2 separate regions of the Mus musculus genome follow, and region 2 is linked to region 1. A link is a contact called in public HiChIP or PLAC-seq data. All regions are on one chromosome and are shown on one strand. The core of a region is the stretch at or near the end of the contact, and the rest is flanking DNA. Distances in the headings are between cores, read along the strand shown. Region 1 overlaps Gm32673 (a long non-coding RNA gene). Region 2 overlaps Vwf (Von Willebrand factor).

Region 1 (4,039 bases), core at 779-3,278:
GGACAACAACACTCAACTGGTCCAACATCTGATTAGATGCTTTTGTGGTGCTGTTTGGATGAGACTGGCATCCTCTGCAGAAAGCAGGTTGAAGGACTGACTAGAACTGGGACACACTTGAACTGCAGCATGGGCTCCTCCCTGGGTCTCTGTCCTGATAGTCCCCTGCAGTTTGGACCTGTTAAAACTCATAATTACCTCGAAAAAACAAAACAAAACAAAGAAACCCTCATAATTGCAAGATTTGTTTCCTTAAGAATCATTCTCCCTGGCTCGGCAGTTAAGAGGACACGATGCTCTTCCTGGAGACCCAAGTTCAGTTCTCAGTCCCCACACCAGATAACTTAAAACTGCTTCAGTAACTCTAGCTCCAGGGACCCTGGCACCTTCCCCCCCCCCCCCACCACCACCACCACAGCACTCATGAGCACATATCACGCCGAGACATAATTAAAAAGAACTTTGAAAAGCTCTCCCTCTCACCTATGCCCGCACCCATACTTCCTCTTATGTATCCTCTGTAGAACCCTGACGACTACAGCCCCTGTAAGCAGCACTCACTTGCTGTTGTATCTAGAATGCTTCTGGATGACGTCAGCCGTACACCCTACACAAAACCTTGCTAAGTCTGTCTTGTTTCTGACTTCAGTGTGGCTCTCAAGTAGCTTTCTTTGGTGAGACCCCGTGGCTTCACCCACGCCAGGCAAGTTCCCTATCACTGAGTCACATCTCAGCCCTCAAGCAGCGTTGGAGGTGACATGGTGGTCAGGGCTTTCCCAGTAGGAACAACAGGGACACAGCTTCTCTAACCACTCTTCCAATGGCTAGGCATACTGACTCGTGGACACGCCTGTATTTATACTAAGGGGAATATATTCCTGTCATGTTCACATGCTTCGAATGGCAAATTATCAAATTATAAGGCAAGTCTAACCGACAGAAGTGATTAAAACACAGAGGTGCCCTGAGAGATGGCTCACTGCAAAAGTGACAAACAGAGGCCACTGGTGGCCAGGGTAGGAGCCAGGCCCACCACACTTGAAAACCTAGATTTTTCTGCCCACCCAAAGGACTGGAAGACATAGACACATGCCCCACCATGTTTCTCCATCCCTAGGTATCTGTCTGTTCTCATCTTTGGCTTCTTTCCAGCGAAACCGCCACCTTCCCAGTCTCTCCCTCCTATCTCGTCAGACAGATCTCATCATTAAAATCTCACACCATGCACCATTTTGTTGCTACAGTTGTTGTTTCAGATCTCATACTGTAACTCCGGCTGGTCTACAACTCACTGTGTAGCTATGTTGTCCTCAAACTCAAGGCAATTCTCCTGCCTCGGCCTCCTGAGTTGTTGGAAGCTGGGAAATGCTGGAAGCAGAGGGCAGGCACATCCTCTAGGCTGTGAGTGCCTATGGCCTGAGAACTCACAAAACAGGTCTTCAACGTGTCCTCAGCCTATCCTCTCGACGCCTCCAGAGAAGATTATTATTCCTCATCATGAGGCAGAAACTAAAACAAGGGTTAGGCTTGAGGCTTGTTAGTGAGACCTCGGCCCTAGAACTGGCCCTTCGAGTGAGCATTACAGACCTGAGATGCCACTCAAGGGCATATGGACTGAAGGCTTGGTCTCCAACATCAGGAGCTAGAATGGGATCTTTAGAAGGTAGAACCCAGTGGGAGGGAGTTAGGTCTTTCAGGATGGACCCTTAAGGATGATATTGGGAGCACAACCAATATCTTCTTCCTCTCTCTTTGCTTTTTGACTATTACAACGTGAACACCCTTGCTCTAATGCACCACTACAGACCCCAAACAGCAGGACCATATAAGAAACCTACAAAAACATGAGCCAACATAAATGTTTCCTTACGTCGATTATTCCAGGTGTTATTCCACAATGATGGAGAGCTGACTAACAAAGGCATCCACAGCCGAGCTCTCCGGCAGCCCCTCCTGGAGATGCACAGGTGCATGCAGGCATGAATACAAACGCACAACTTCCCCAAGGCTCCAGGCCTCAGCTGCTGCCCCCGCCCTCTCCCGGAATGTGAACGAGGAAAGCAGTCTTGCCACACCAAGAGAGCATCACAAGTCTCTGCCCTCACTGAGAGCAAAAGTTAATTAAGCCTTCACAACTACAAAGGAAAAAAAAATGCCACAGAGCAACGAGAATATGTGTGCAAGATGGGAAGAACGGGACAGAATGCAAATAGGATTATGTCTGCTTAGATGGAAAGATGCCCCCAAAATCTGGGAAGATAGTTGCCGTTGTGGAGAGAGCCTGCCAGAAGGGAAGGGAGGAGACATTCCAGAATGCTCCCTTCTGGGCCTCTTGTAAACAGTTGAAGAAGTAAACATGGGTGCTTTGGCATACAGCTCAATGGTGGGCATTTGCCTAGCTGGCCCTGGGTTCTGTCCTCAGTTTTAGAGAAAGACAGAATCGTAAATATAAAATGTACTCTAGTGCTTGATGCTACAAGCAGCAGACTACTTAAGACACCCCTCAGCTGAGGTCTAAAGTGAGCAGACACTTTTGTGTGCATGTACGTGTTGCTGGTAATTAAACACAGGGCCTCATGAATGCCAGACAAGTGCTCCATCCCTAAGCTACATCAAGAGGGGACTTTTTCAAGGGATTCACAAAATAAAGGCCTGGTGGCTAGGGGTTGACTCTGGGAGCTGCCAAATCGTAGACTTCATATTCAGGATCCCAGAACTCCTTGAGATGGTTAGCTTTTTGCTCCTTTTTCTCCCTTTACCAAGAGGTCCAGCTGACTGCTACGCTCCTGTCTGGTCACATCCGTGGCCACCAACCTGAATCACAGTTCTGTCAGTCTGTGATAAGATTGTCTTTGGGCCAGTACCCAGTCCTGTAAAAGCAGCCAGCTGTGGGTCAGGGTAGGAATAAGGAGGCTTTAGAGACAGTTGCCTGCGAAGCTTCTCTCAAAAGAGATTGTAGACACAGAGATTACACAGTACACAAACAGCCCCAGGATACCATGGATTCGGGGCTCTGCATTCATCTCTCCCAGCTGGCCTGGCCTCACCTGACCTGGAGCACTGCATCTCCTGCATATGTTCTATGAACAGAGGTGAGGGTATGATGGGCTGTGACCTTTGTTCTAAAGAGGAAAGTTCACAGAGAGAAACACCTGACTGCAGAGGGTCCTTGTCCCTCTCCTCATCCCTGCTCTGGCCCCTTTGCCAGAACTCTAGCAGTGATGAAAATATTAGAAGTTCAGGGAAGTCCACACCCACAAAACCAGAGACAGATAAATCACAGTTGACACATGGGATTTCAAATCAGAAGTCTTGGGTTTCCTACCCATGCCTCTTAGTAGCAATATGACTTTAGGCAAGACGTTGAACTTCATAGAAAGTCAGGTTTTATTTTTTTGTTTGTTTGTTTTGTTTTGTTTTGTTATTGTTAAACATCTTTACCATGATACCTAATTCCTAAAACTGCAGATTAAAAACAACAATGATAATTCTGGTGTGCCTATCAACAGGACAGGGCAAAGCACTGCAAAGTTTCCTCCATCTTATATTCTTTCTGGGGCCATTTTAGGTTTAGCTAGAATTTGATCTCTTTGACAAAAAGTCTCATGGAAAATTAACTCTTTTCTAGGAACTTGAGGTCAAAGTGCCCCAGCTAACTTATCTTAGCTTCTGTTAAATGCCCTGTTTATGGAATACCTCCCCTCCAACTAAATGCTTATCTTAGTTTCTGTTAAACTACTCACTTGCACAAAACCTTCCTCCTGCAGCTGCTGAGTAAGATGCCTGGACATGGTTTTTGCCTTTAAAAAACCCTTACTCTAAACAATTAACACTACACTTGGGTCCTGAATACTTGAGTGTAACCATCCAAGCTGGCTGGAACAAAGACTTCTGTAGGCTGTGTCTGAGTGGTCATCCCTGGTGGGCTCCCCATAACAACAAAGCTAGCCTATTAGTTGCATATAGCAGGAACTCTAATCTATCTCCCCCAAGCAAATCTACCACAGAGCCATACCCCTCCCCAACCTCCCCATCTTTC
Region 2 (4,039 bases), core at 571-3,070, 130 kb before region 1:
TTGAAGAGATGTGCTATGGTCACTGAAAGTCAACAATGGTTTTAGCAAATATTAGCCCATAGGACAGGTGATTTCCCAAGGACAAGAGATGTCTCCGGTGAGCCGCACTTTGTCCCGGAGGAGAGAGAGAACGTTCTACAGGATGGAAGGTGGTGAAAGGTGAGACAAAGACAGCACAGAAAAATGTCACATGCTCCCATAATAAACACCAAATTCACAGGTGAAAGGAAAGTGGAAAGTCTCCAGCTGCTGTGGAGGAGACTGACCGACTATGGAATCAGGGCTCACACACCAGCCCAGAGCAACTGGCCCAGAGGGGTCCTAGACTCCAGTATTCAGGGACATGGATAGACACACAGAGCTCTAACTTCAAAGGAGCATAAACTAATGGAGTGTGCTCTCTCAGGAAGCTGAGGAGCCAGCTAGAGCTGAGCTGTGCATGAAGGCCAGAAAGAGCCTAGCAAGCCTATTCTAAGGCCTTGACTCTTAAAGCCAAGATCAGAACACATCCAGCCCATCTGGCTGTTGTTCACAGAGCACCTTCCCGCAGGGGGTAGGGGGATGTAGAGGTAACTTTGAGAATCTCATCCAGTGCTTCAGTGTTTGTGAGCCTGGGATTCCTAACGTTGATGAAAATCCATTTCTCCCAATCCTGACTCATCTGACGATGCTGCTACCACTGGATTACTCCCCTGCTGTGGCTCAAGTAAAAATTAGCAGCAACCACACTTGGGATTCCCAGTAACTGAACACTTGGGATTCCCAGTAACTTGGCAGTTGGTCATCGTGAAGACAAACTCTTAGGAATTACAGGGAGAGATCTCTTGGTGCCAAGCATGGACGTGTCCTCATGCTCTTGACAGCAGTAGCAAAGGCAGGAGCCAATCTTGTCACACTGGGGAATGTGACCTGAGAGTGGTGATAATGGCTTCGGTGACTCCCAGGCTAGTCCAAAGTCACCAAGTGCGGTGACAGGCTACACTATGACCAACGGTGATGTGCCAAGTGGCTGACACTTACATAGTGGGCCTTAGCATCACCCGCAGATCTGTATATCGTGGGACGTGCAGTGGTTGTGTTCACTGTGGTAGGTTTCCATCAGTGACAGGAGATTGCCTTGGGAAAGGAGTGTCTTTTTCCATAGCTAGAATGACCACTCTGTGGGCTAACAGCAACCCTATGGGGCTTTCGGCTTCAAATTACAGGCAGGACACAGGACCAAAGCTACTATCCCTTTGTGAAGTTCAGCCCTTCCCCCATGCTCCCCAGACTTCATTTTACAAAAAGAGAAAGGCTAAGGATCTCTCTAAAAAGCATGTGTTGTGTGGTAGCTGTGAGCAGATGAGCATCACTTAATCTGGACATTTATGGCTTGGGCTCCAGGCTCAGCTGGAAAACAAAAACAAAACTAAAACTGCAAACGATGAGATCCAACAAGCCATTATCGGTCCCAGCAGAGAGAGGCTGTGGGTCTGTTGGTACAACAGGCAAACGTTCCTCCCCAAGGTATAAGAATTATGACCAGGCTCCCTGAAAGAGCTACAAAAATCAGGAGAAAAGAGAGGTGACTGGTTCTGACAGCTAACCAAAGCAGTTGTACACTAGTGCAGCCTCCCTGAGAACGCTCAACCATTCCAACTGGCTCCTGAATCCAAAACCCCGCTGCTAAAAGACTCCCAGTTAGCAGACCCAATATCTAAGCGTGGGGCCCAGCGGGAGCAAAAACTTACAAGAGGCCACATTAATCACCTCCCAGGAGATGAGTCACTGCGCATCCCAGCCAATGAGGGATCCCGGCTGTGAGCAAACACGATCTGATTGGCTAAGGGCAGAATACAGTTCTCTAGGTAAACAAACTGAAACTCTGAACTGTGAGTGCTGGACTTGAAGGAGTTCGTGCCTCAGGGAGGTGTGTTTGGAGCCTCAGTCCCGAACCAAGAACCACGTTCTTCAGCTGTTCCCAGGATGCTGGTTAAAGCACCCGGGAGACAAAGTGAGTAGGGACATACAGCTGGAGCCTTAAAATGTGTCCCCGCAGACTTAGCAAAGCTGCATCCGTGCTTTGTCTTCCTTGAACAAAGCACCCAGTCTTTCCCTCCTCAACTCACCCTCAGTATCAGGTTCTCTCCAGAAAAAGTCTGTCTGTACCTCCCACTAACGCCACATCAAAGGGTTTGTTCCTTGATACTCTGAGGGTGGGCAGCATCTGCCAAGCCCTTGCTGTTTGCAGCCTGTGTTTGCAAAGCCAAACAAAACAAAATATGCTCGGCGGGACCTGTTGCTCTCAGCCTCGCCTTGAAGGGAGGGAGAGGGAATGCCACCAACCAAACACAGAACTCTAATTTAGAAACCCAAAGGGGGAAGTGAGAAAAGTCTCTCGTGCACAGTACCTTGGATGGATTTCTTTTGAAATCTGTCTGTTGGTCAAGCATCTCTAGAGGAAGGGCATGCCTGTCTCACTTGCCTATTTGGATGTGCTCTGGACATCTCATTTTCCAAACCCACAGGCTGATGTGACGGAGGCAATTCCTCATCTGAGGTTCCCTTTTCTAGGTGACTCTAGTTTGTGTCAAGCTGAAAAAAAACTGACCAGCGCACCCAACTATGGGGGAGAGAATCTCAACGGTTTGTCTTTAAAAGGACAAATGTCAGCTATCTCAAGCCCTGGGAAAGAGGAAATCCCCCTTCTGCACAAAGCACGGGCCTCTTGGCGCTCAGTCTGGAGCTTAAGTCTGCCCTTGTTAGCAACCGTGGCCACGTGCCAGGCAACTACCCAGCGGGCCTTGCGCCGCTGAGTCACTGGAAGCACAAGGGCAAAAAAATGGCTTTTGGGATGTCTTTTGTTTACAAGTTGGAAGTTGTGTGCTTAAGAGTTGAGGCCGTATGTGTTCACTGATAAGTGGATATTAGCCCCAAACCTAGGATACCCAAGATATAAGATATAATTTGCTAAACACATGAAACTCAAGGAGAATGAAGACTGAAGTGTGGACACTATGCCCCTCCTTAGATTTGGGAACAAAACACCCATGGAAGGAGTTACAGAGACGGAGTTTGGAGCTGAGATGAAAGGATGGACCATGTAGAGACTGCCATAGCCAGGGATCCACCCCATAATCAGCATCCAAACGCTGACACCATTGCATACACTAGCAAGATTTTATTGAAAGGACGCAGATGTAGCTGTCTCTTGTGAGACTATGCCGGGGCCCAGCAAACACAGAAGTGGATGCTCACAGTCAGCTAATGGATGGATCATAGGGCTCCCAATGGAGGAGCTAGAGAAAGTAGCCAAGGAGCTAAAGGGATCTGCAACCCTATAGGTGGAACAACATTATGAACTAACCAGTACCCCGGAGCTCTTGACTCTAGCTGCATATATATCAAAAGATGGCCTAGTCGGCCATCACTGGAAAGAGAGGCCCATTGGACTTGCAAACTTTATATGCCCCAGTACAGGGGAATACCAGGGCCAAAAAGGGGGAGTGGGTGGGCAGGGGAGTGGGGGTGGGTGGATATGGGGGACTTTTGGTATAGCATTGGAAATGTAAATGAGTTAAATACCTAATAAAAAATGGAAAAAAAAAAAAAAGAGTTGAGGCCGCTACATTTAGCATCCTCCCAGGATATTCCCCTGAGTCTGACATGCTCCTGGATTCAAAGTGTTCCTCTGATTCAAGGTGTTTTGTGAAAATAACAAAGATTCCTTAGATGAGTAACCAGCTATTAATGGAGCTTTCTCGTGCTAAGCTGCCATGTTAGTGTCTACTGTTGTTTCTGAGATAGGAGAAGTGGGTTGGTCTAATTATGGGCAGAGTTAGGTGAATTGGGCTTCTCCCAGCAAAGAATTCTGGGTTGTCATTATTGAGATCATTATAATCCCTAGCTATCACCACCTAAAGTATATGGCCCATGCACACTGAATATTTTTGAGACCTCCTAGCCATAACAACCACATACACGATAAAGAATTTAAGAACTAAAAGGAACCTTTAGAATCTTGTGATATCTAGCTCCTGAAGAAGGGAAGGTCTACAGG

Evidence for each region. HiChIP or PLAC-seq counts read pairs in DNA pulled down with a chosen protein or histone mark.
Region 2: a contact with region 1 is called in an H3K27ac HiChIP or PLAC-seq map of embryonic stem cells, with 9 read pairs. The contact joins two enhancer-like sites. A contact is called at or near these places in 6 of 484 Hi-C or Micro-C datasets (the N1E-115 cell line, bone marrow-derived macrophages, embryonic fibroblasts and 3 more), 14 of 115 datasets of contacts at active chromatin or transcription factors (embryonic basal ganglia, embryonic hindbrain, embryonic stem cells and 7 more) and 2 of 9 other capture datasets (adipose tissue and liver).

Annotation. Positions count from the first base shown.
Region 1 is chr6:125,440,775-125,444,813 of GRCm38.p6, reverse strand. The region is part of intron 4 of Gm32673 (a long non-coding RNA gene); the gene reads right to left. Among named protein-coding and RNA genes, the nearest start is that of Gm32673, 12 kb to the right of the region's middle. Within about 2 kb of position 2,028, at least 7 of the 459 cell types and tissues checked have an H3K27ac peak or open chromatin away from gene starts, as enhancers often do. A contact at or near this core is called in embryonic stem cells and extraembryonic endoderm stem cells, where this site is marked.
Region 2 is chr6:125,571,167-125,575,205 of GRCm38.p6, reverse strand. The region is part of intron 6 of Vwf (Von Willebrand factor); the gene reads right to left. Among named protein-coding and RNA genes, the nearest start is that of Vwf, 20 kb to the right of the region's middle. Within about 2 kb of position 1,820, at least 343 of the 459 cell types and tissues checked have an H3K27ac peak or open chromatin away from gene starts, as enhancers often do. A contact at or near this core is called in embryonic stem cells and extraembryonic endoderm stem cells, where this site is marked.